Regions from separate parts of the Sparus aurata genome. Here region 1 is linked to region 2. A link is a contact called in public Hi-C data. All regions are on one chromosome and are shown on one strand. The core of a region is the stretch at or near the end of the contact, and the rest is flanking DNA. Distances in the headings are between cores, read along the strand shown.

The links. Hi-C and Micro-C count contacts between places; a contact is called where the count stands out from the background.
Region 1: a contact with region 2 is called in a Hi-C map of an unstated tissue, with 4 times the contacts expected there. The contact joins the promoter of smim13 here to the promoter of edn1 in region 2. A contact is called at or near these places in 2 of 2 Hi-C or Micro-C datasets (skeletal muscle and an unstated tissue).

Annotation. Positions count from the first base shown.
Region 1 is chr3:8,487,025-8,492,263 of fSpaAur1.1, forward strand. It overlaps smim13 (small integral membrane protein 13), which reads right to left and starts at 1,311. Exons shown (of 2, transcript XM_030412934.1): 1 at 803-1,311. The coding sequence starts at 878.
Region 2 is chr3:8,280,728-8,285,837 of fSpaAur1.1, forward strand. It overlaps edn1 (endothelin 1), which reads right to left and starts at 1,910. Exons shown (of 5, transcript XM_030413098.1): 1 at 1,416-1,910; 2 at 1,003-1,162; 3 at 443-601; 4 at 120-224. The coding sequence starts at 1,476. It overlaps LOC115579548 (a long non-coding RNA gene), which reads left to right and starts at 595. Exons shown (of 3, transcript XR_003983675.1): 1 at 595-740; 2 at 1,032-1,159.

The DNA of each region.
Region 1 (5,239 bases), core at 61-2,560, 210 kb after region 2:
GTGTACCAAAATATCGATACTACGATATAGGCTATCGCATTGAGGTACATTATCGATACACTGGTGCCAAATACCGATATTTAATCATATTTAAATTGTGGTCAGTGTGTGTGTTAAGAAGAGCCACTGTGCCGTATACACTTTGTTTTACTTGGCTGTCATTCATGTGAAATTGATTGACAATGTTTTGTAATTCCTGTGAAATGGATTCAGTGCAGTCAACAAACTCTGAATTTCTTCAGTGACACAAATATCGTGATGTATCGTGGATGAAATTTCTTGCAATATATCGATTATCACAGAATCGCTGTATCGTGATATTATCGTTATCGTGGGCAAAATATCGTGATAGCATCGTATCGCGAGGTACATGGTGATACCCCGCCCCAGTGTCTGACTGAGGACTGACTGAACTGCAGAACTGAGGAGCAGATAAGGAGCAGCCATGTTTGTGTTCAGACATCTGCCAGACTCCTTCTCTGTGACTGGTAAATATAGAAACTGCTCACTGTAATTGAAACTTGCCGGTTGGAGACATTCAGTACACTCTGACCTGCCTTACAAAGCAACTTTATTAAAAGGAATAGGTGGACATTTTTAGGCTAAACTGTTGATCTACTCCCACAGGAGCGTTGAGTTTTAAGCAAGTAAACATAACAGCATCTTGTTAGCTAGCAGTTTAATAAAGTGACATCGGCCTTATTGACTCACAGTACGATGACAACATTTACAGCAGCCACAAAAAGACTTAGTCAGACAGTGAGTTATGTAAGTTTATGAAGGTTATTCGCTGTAAACTCACCAAACAGCATGAAGAGCAGCGCACAGACGAGTGTGGCCACAATGACCAGCAGTGTGAGTCCGACACTCTGCCACATCTTAGCCGGACACCAGATAGCACCAACAGCATATGGGGGGGAAAGATGCGGTGTAGTTTTCTGCTTCCCTCCCCACACAACAGGTAGCTAGCTGGGTTAGCCGCCTGGCAGCTGCGTTATATAGCCAGCCGAGACGACAGAGAGGAAAACAAACAGCAGCACATTGCAAACTCACACCAGCTTGTTTGCTAGCGTGCGGCTTGCTAGCTGGTTAGCTAGCTGGTTGACAGACGCAGTAGTTTCACACGCCGACAGAGGACCGTGACATTAGCTGACGTTGGCCGGTCACAGCGGGGTAAAGTCCGTCTTCTGTCTGCTACATAACTGCAACATGTACCAGCGAGCTGTCACAGACGAGGCAGAGCTGCAGCTCACTACAGTAACTGGGTTAAGACAACAAAATCAACGTCATGAGACTCGCACTGCGCATGCGCAAGGTCCGTTTGACTTCTGGGTAATGAAGTTTTTTGGTATCAGCGTTCCCACTTTTGTACTTCTTCTATTAATTCTTTAAAAAGCTTTCCAGAAACACAGAAATACACTACATTTCTAAAACTTATTATTTTACATAGATAATTAAGATCTTTTTTTTTATTTTTCATTTTCTTTGAATATGATGATTTCTGTCTTCATAAATAAACAAACTGGCCATAATTTGCCCAAGTTTTTTTTTGTTTGTTTGTTTTCACATGTTTCGGCAGGATTCGGAGAAACTTGTCCATGTGTTAAACTTCAGTTGACTAGAATACTGTAATGATGTCTATAAAGGACTCTCTAAAGAAATCCATCTGACAGCTGCTGCTTGAGTCCTAATAAGGACCAAAAAAAGTCCATTACGTAACTCCAGTTCTTACATCTTTACATTGGCCTCCTGTCTGTCTGGGCAGATATTGCAAAATCCTGCTGTTGGTTTGTAAAGCACTGAATGATTCTGCTATGTTCTGAACCATCCAAACCTCTGAGGTCATCAGGTACAGGTCTGTTTTAAGTCTGTATGTCAAAACTAAACATGGAGAAGCAGCATCTCCTTTAAATCAAGGCTGAGGACCCACTTCTTTTATTGAACGTCAAGGCTCTGATCCTTATCTTGAACTGCACTCTAACTCTTAGTGTGGCGTTAATATGAGCAGATAAAAGGAAAAACACATGTTCAGAAAAATAAATGTTTGCCAAAAATTTGAGCAGAAGCGGTTAAAATGATGACGATGATTAAGTTCATCTTTTTAGAAGAATATCTTTGAATGTTGTTTGGAATCATTGAAAAGTTTTACAGTTAAATTCATACAGTTCTTCACTAGAACTGAACCTACGACACATGAAAGCCCTGTTTCATTTAGTCCAGCAGGTGGAGTCATTACCACACACATCTGTCATCTGGTGAATCGCTTTTTTCAAGTTCTTCGAGTTCTGGGAACTCCGTTTGGTGGGTGTAGCTGTTGTTTTCCAGTATTCTGACACTGCGCGGCACAAGAGCAACTGGAGACTTTCCACAAAATTGTCAGCTCACGTTTTTTCTTCGAGTCGGACTGTGTGAGGTTACACAAGAAGCAGCATTTAACAAGTGCTAAAAGAGGATGTGGGCGTCAAATGTGAGGCTGCGACTTCTTTATGTTGCCTTTCACACTGCTGAGGCATCACAGGACGTGACCTCTGACCTTTGGTGAATTCACGGCTCTATCACATGACAAACTGTAAAGGTCCAAGTCATCCTGTCATGTGTGACATTTACTCATGTGCAGTACTGAAGTATAATTTTAATGTAGCTCACTATCTATTCACTGTATACTTTGTTGTATTTTATATTCAATAGTTTATTTCATTGGACTTGATTAGTCATATTGCAGTTTCTGATAACCAATACAAAATATAAACCAACTAATAAATCATGATGTCTTTTGATTAATTGAGCCACCTGGCATTATTGAAAATGGTTCAAATGAATTTGCTAGCTGCAACTTTAAAGGATAAGTCCGTCAAAAAAAAGAAAGCTCAGTCATTATCTGCTCACCCTCATGTTGCTGGAAAGGCAGGTGAAGTTTTTCCGTCCACAAAACATTTCTGGAGCTTCACAGCAAAACAGCGTTGCACCTTTTTCCTAAGCGGCTGAAGAAGATGGGGTCTTTGCTGTAACTGCTAGGCTACAAGTGGGCACACAAGCTCGGCCATGACCATGATTACACCACACGAGCTGCGTGGTGCAATTCTATGATTTTATCAGTTGTTAAGGAGAATGCTGCAGCGCTGTTTAGCTGCGGAGCTCCAGAAATGTTTTGTGGACTACAAAATGTTACCTGACTGTCCATCGACACGAGGCTGAGTAAATAACGGCGAATTCTCATATTTGGGTGAATTGTTCCTTTAAGGTTTGGCGGTGGCTCAGGAGGTTGAGCACTCGCCCACCAATTGGAAGGTTGTTGGTTCGTCTCCAGGCCCCTGCAGTCTACATGTCAAAGTAAGCTTGGGAAAGATACTGAATCCCAAATTGCTACCGGTGGTTCATGCATGGTATCCTGTGTGTGTGTGCGTGTGTGTGTGTGTGAATGGGTGACTTGTGTTGTATATATGAGTGGTTGCCAAGACTAGACTAAAAGAAGACTAGTAAGTCCATTTACCATTTACAAATAGATACTCAAAATGTCCTCAGTAGAAAAACCTTTGACTCTAATCCGTCAACAAAATGAAAGGAGAATTTCATACCTCACTTTATTCAAAGATTAGATTTCTGTTCTGGAAAATTCATGCAAATTGGTGTATTTTTAATTCAGAATGCATGAATTTAAACACATTTTCAGACAACTTGTAATGCAAAAAATAACTGTGTCGATGTAAGTAATCAACTGGGGAAGATTCATGGTTATATATATTATTTTAAACATTTTACCCTATTCACCTGCAGTGTCTGCAGTGCAATAACTTGTATTTCCATACTGTTGTACTTCCTCCATCACCGCTAACATCTAAGAACGGCACAGCGTGTCCTGACTGGAATGCATTTGCAGTCAAGTGTACCCTCGCTTGTATGCTAACCTCAGAATTTGCATATTATGTTAAGGTGCACACAGAGCATGAGTCATGCTTCAAGAAGGCACACGTGAAGAGAACAGTGAGTCCAGCCAAAGTAGGCCAGTCCAGCCCTGAGGACTCTGTATTAAGGATTGTTGTGAGGGTTTTCACCTGAATGATTAATACTGTCACATTTTTGATTTTTGAAAGCAGTTATAGTCAGCCTTTTCAGGATACAGTGATGCGTGATCTGAGCTTTATGGTGCATTATAGTTGGAGTTCAATGTTTAGCTTGTTTTGTGTGTGAAAAAGTGCTAAAAACCTACTTTGCACTTGTAGAAATAGTGGCGATTTAGCAGCTGAAGCATCCTAATTGCCAAAATAAATAGACGTTGCTGCAAACCTCAGATATGCTGAAACCTCATATTTCTTTATGTTGCATCTTCATGTTTTTGACAATGCTGTTCTTATGATCTTGTTAAGTTTAGGCACAAAACCCACTTGGTTAGAGTTAGAAAAAGCTCACGTTGTGGATTAAAAAACTCTCTTTGTCACCACAAACATGGCTGGAGAGGTCCTGATTGTAAACATGTAATGTGAACATATGACACTTGTCGTAGAAGTGTGTTTTGAAGCCTATGACGCATACAGATGTGAACATATAATAAGTTTGCAGAAATGTTCACTGCTATTTTCACACTTTATCCAGACAACTGGGCTGTAGCGAATACTGCAAGGCAGAGGAGACTAAAAACAGAGCAAAAAGAAAGTGACAACTGGGCTTACACTGATCAGGGGGACTCTAACACAACACCAAATTAATGATAATTTTGCCTAGTAACTGTTGGATGTGCAAACAAGCAGCTGCTTTCAAATTCACCATATCAAATTAATTGGCGTGTCAATGTTGTCATTACAACTTTTTGAGGCTAACAAGTGGCCAAAACAAACATACACACGGGTGTAAGAACAAAGAAAGCTTTAATTAAAAGTGATCTCTATGATGCAACAAGATGTTGCATGAGTTCAGCAAAACCCTCCATCAGATTAAAAACTTGTGGTTTGAAGTCAGTTTTCTCATACTGTTTTCCTTTCCTGGATCATCACCTGTTCCTGTGAATGTGGGATAACCAACTGCTTTGTTTTACTGTGGATGGAAAGACTTGGTATCAGTTTATTGCAGAAACAATTTCAAAGCATACGTTAACTGACAGCTGTTAGCTGCAGATACATTTCACGGTCATCAGCAGGGAGGTGGGAGTTGCATATCGTCAATAATCAGTGGGTTTATTTTATGATAGTTTCACATTTCAAGCCTGTCTGCATTAAATACTCACATCTATATTTATTACCAGTGG
Region 2 (5,110 bases), core at 660-3,159:
ACTTGTTGCCCTACAAAAGACCTCTGTGCGAGTGAGGTTATAATTACCACGTCCATTTATTTCTTTGCAAATACGCTCCGAGCTATTCAGCCTCATTGAGTGTGAGCAGGTCGTCTTACCTTTTAATCCTGCCCGTGTCGGCTGCCAGCTTGTGTTTGCACTGCGCCTCGGCACAACCATCGCCCTGGGCGGAGCGGATCACCGTGTCTGGCAGCGTCGCATACCTGAAACAGCGCACGATGAGAGCGGGATCCCATTAACATTATTCACCAGGCAGTTTCGAGACATTATAAAGACGAAACTTGTCCTCACATGCACGCAAATGATAGACTGAGGCGATTTCGAGTATCAGCGACAAAAACTATGATCCGTGTTTGGGTTGTTGTTTTGATCGCGTGCTCATGAGACTTTTCAAAAGTGGGATAAAATGCAAATTACACACCTGAGGTGTTTTTCCATCCGGCAGAAGTTCCTGCATGTGTTGTCTTCTTCGCGGGAACACTGACACCGGGGTCCGCCGCCGCTGCTGCTGGTTGCCATGGAGCCCACGACCGCGCGCTTCGTCCTGGGAGCGTTGCCCAGTCCGTAGGAGACCACGCGCCTGGAAAGTTAACACAGTTCGAATCAAACAAACTGAACTTAACGGTCGGGGAAAACATGTCCTTTTCACGCTAAAATGCGTTAAAGTCTGCTCGTTTAACTTATAAATGTACAAGGGAATGTCACCCAACGCTAACAAGGTATGAAAAACTCTAGTTTATTTTCAGGTAAACTCGCGAAAAGTGTTTTAAGAAGTCGACAACGTACTCAAAATGTTAGCTTAACGTTAGTGTTAGCTAATCATCCGTCTAAAAATACGTGTTGTATTTCAACGTCTATCCAATATTTGGGTGAGTAATTAGCTGAATACTTGTTTTCTGCGGACACTTTCAATTTGTAACCTTCCTAAAGAAAGGTATAACATTTTACGGCTGTTTAAACATTTACATAACGGTGACTTACTCAGGTGTGTTGACCCATATGATGTCCAGGTGGCAGAAGTAGACACACTCCTTGTCCAGGAAAGTGGCGCAGGAGCAGCGTTTGGTCCGCACATGGCGCCCCTGGGTGGTGGTGGTGGTGGTGGAGGCGGTGGTTGTCTCTCCAGAAGGCGCTGCAAGTACTGCAATGAAACACTCATTATTAAAACACTGCATATAAAACATAAAACATTAAATGTCACGAATGTGCATGAAGTTAAAGTGTAATCTGCGCAGTTGCAGCAAGATTGTGCTCTGCAGCTTTGCAGATAGTATTCCAACTTTACTTTATAATAGTAGTTCAACTATTGCTTATATTATGTATAAAAACGTAATGATTCATTCATGTTAATACATAGGTAGAATAGATAGAGAGAAGCGTTCGGCAGAAGTTACCTGTGCACAAAATCCAGGAGTACATCACTGATAACACGGAAATAAAAACGTGTAAATCCATTTTTCAGGTTCGTCTTGGACAAAAAAATATCGCTCGGCAAAAGTAATAATAATCCTCCTGAAGTGTAAAATTAAAGATCCAGTGATTTTCTCTCCGGTACAGTGTCTCGCTGGTCGTCCTCAGAGATTGACGCAGGAGCGGTGCAGAGTCTCTGTCAGTGTGGCCCCACATGTTCAGCCCTTTGACTTTATACAGGAGCGTTCCACCTCCCCTCCTCCTCCTCCTGCTGCTGCTGCCGCTGCTCCGCTCTCTGTTGTCCTTTGGCTCCTACCCAGACGATGATGTTTGTTAGTGGTCGGCGGCTGATAAGCAGCCGTGCAGGCGGAGTGGAAGATTTTGAGATGCCTTGGCCCTGAGTGAGTGGATGATGGGGGAGACGCCGGGTGATTGAATGCGACCTGTACCACACTTCAGTCGGACTCTGTGGCTGAGCTGCAGTGGCAGTAATCAGACGGCAGGTGGCAGGCAAGCGTTGTAGTGGTGAACATTACATAAAGGAGTATATTATAATGTTGAGAGTATAGATAATAAGTGTACTTAGGTAGAAGTAAAACATAACTTTTGCTGAAATGAGCTCAAATAACATTAAAATAGGTAGGGAGACAATAAAACTCTCAAAAAAGTTTAGACAAAAGCATTCAAGAGATAAAACATTACTTAAAAAAAACAAAGACAAAAATAAACTAAGAACAATTAACAGGAGGAGGAGTCATTTACTGTAAGATTTACATTGTTTTGAATTTGGCAGGAGAAAGAAAAATTCCTTGTTTTAAATCACAAAGGACATCAGGAAGGAAGAAGGTAAGAATTAACATTAATAAAAGCCATTAAGAAACACAGTGAGAGTAGAGACATAACTTGAACACAGCGCTAGTGTTGTCAGGATACGGGCGTTTCTAACTTTGATACAACAATATTCAGTATAATTTTCAATACCGGAGGAACACATTGACTATTGAATATTGAGGGCATTAAATTTTGGATGTTTATTAGAAGACAAATATAACAAAATATCAGTTTTCTTGGTTAACAGCAGAAAGACTGTAGTCAACAATAAATACCAAACTCGTATTCTCTTTACATTAAGTTTTAAAAATGACGCAACTGCAGCCAACATTTTCCATATTAACCAGATGCAAATCCTATTTTTTTTTCAGAGCAGTTGGTGCAGCACATTATTCATTCATAATGATCTGGGTTAACAAGTTTATCGAGTGAATACTACTACTACTGTTATGTTGTTATTATTATTGCTTAGCCCACTCAGCTAACGCTCAAGAAGCCTTGAAAGTCTGGCCGCTTCTTCCCACTAATTCACATTGCAATCGTTATACCTGTCAAAATAATTGCAGTTTGATTTTTGTTTCTTCCATGTTGTGCAGCTCTAGTATCAAAGTACCCTGTACAGTAATAATTTTCAAATGTAAAGATGCTGTCCAACATGGTGAGAAGTTTTCTTTATCAAGCTTTCTCATAGCACTACTTTGATACTAGAGCTGCACAACATGGAAAAAACAAAAAAACGTGCTGCAATTATTTTGACAGGTATCACGATTGCATAGTTCCTTTTCCTTGTGTAATTAAAAGAGAGAGAGTTTCAAACCAAGTGGAAGTAATATCACAAGGTTATTTTTTTGAGTACCATCCTTCAACATGCTCATATTGATTCTGATTCAGATTTTTTCTTTAATCTTGACCACTATATTGTGGTGTAGAGTACAAACATAAAACAAAAGCATAATACAAAAGTAAACAACTAGAATAGACTCCCAAGTTCAAGCCAAGTTATTTAAAGCGAAGCAAAAGATTACTCAGAAATGGTTCTAGTTTACAATCTTTGATTCATCTTCAATTACAAAATAAGTTTAAACATATGCGGATGACTAAGTATATTAAGTATTAAGTATTTTGACAAATATTTCATTGTTTTATCAACAATACTTGTGTTTTTACACTTAAATAAAACAAGATATTCATCTCTAAGACAGTTATCATCACATGAAGAACAAAATCTTTTATTCCTTTCCAGACTTTTGTATCTTTCTGTAATTTTAGGAACTCTGAGATTACAAATAACCTGGGCACAACGCTGATTCTCACAAAGTAGATACTTTTCAAACTTAAACTCCTCTTTCAATTCACAATATACCACTTTTGCAAAAACTGAAGTATGGTAATTACTGAAAAAAATTGAATAAAAAGTATGCCAAAAAAACCCCATCTTGATTAGCAATGAAAGTATTTTTAGTTAGCAGCAATGTTGTCACATAGTGAAGTTTGAACTTTGGGTGCCAGCCCACTTTGTGAACAGACGAAGAGGCTGCCAGGTAGGAGGAGAGTTTGCCTTTTGCATGCTCTGGACTGGAGCAGTGAGTTGGAATAAAACTCAAAGTTTAATACTCCTCATTCTCTGTCCCTCAGAATACAGTATTAAACGGTTATACTGGACATTATGTCCAACATTACATAACCGGCACAGGCATTATAATCTATATTCATTTTTTGAGCATGATTCCTGCTGGATGTTAAACATTTCAGCTGGTAATTAGAAGTATCACATGTAAGCAATGTGGCTTAATATACAGATGTTTACATATAAATCAACATTTAGAGTATATGAGATAATCTGTCGCCCTATAATGTTGTCTCACATCATCCATTTGCAATGATTATAACATCCTGTTTGCCCTTTTGCTCCACAACTGCTGCATTTTATTAATTGATAAATGAAAGTACGAACAAGCTCCTAAGTGGCCGTTGATCTCATGCTCTCCTTCCACTAGTTGTAATAAACTGTGGAAAGCGAGGAGTGCTTTATTTCCCTAAAACACATCAGCAGTGGAAAACTGACCTTGCTTATGTGTTCACGCATGCTCCGAGTGGAAATTTCTTCGGTAAAGTTTCCTGACATACTGCACCTCTGAGGCCTTCAATCACAGGCTGGTGCTGTGACTTTCCACTGGTGAGGAGAACAGCTTGTGCTCATGACAGAATCAGACAAAACTGAATAGCATCAGATGCAGCTTTATAAAGTTTTTCTTAAAATATGGATACCTTAGTTTAGGGATGTTGATAGAGATTTCTTTTGCTGATCAGACGCTTCACTTCATCATCGTTTTTGTTTTCTTAGCACTTGCAGATAATGACCTCTAGGTGTCTCTGTTTGCTTTACTATAGCTTCCCCGTACAGGTTTCATTCAGCTGTGGGGTAGAGGAGGGGGTAGAGCGATGGGGTCTGTTCTGTAGATGGATGAGTCACCTTCTGAATGGGGTGGAACAAGGAGGTTATCACTGTAAAGCCTCTTGAGATGAGAGAGAAGTCTCCCTCATTGAGGCCAGATTGCTATGTTTGGTCACAGTCCTCTGGGAGCTCATTACCCTGACTCCTCCTGCACAGTAGGTGTAAAATAAACCAAATATAGTCATAATAAGTATAAAGTCAAATTAATAAAATACCGCTTTTTTGATCAGCAACTACAGATTTTTAATTCAGAGGCATTATTGTGATAATTAGAGGATCCCGAGGTTGTCTCCTGAGGATTAAATCTCACTGATGTTTTCTGCACAAAAGATCCCCCTTACTGTAGGTGTGGGATGGTGAAGGAGGTTGAATTGTTGTACTGTATACAGCATG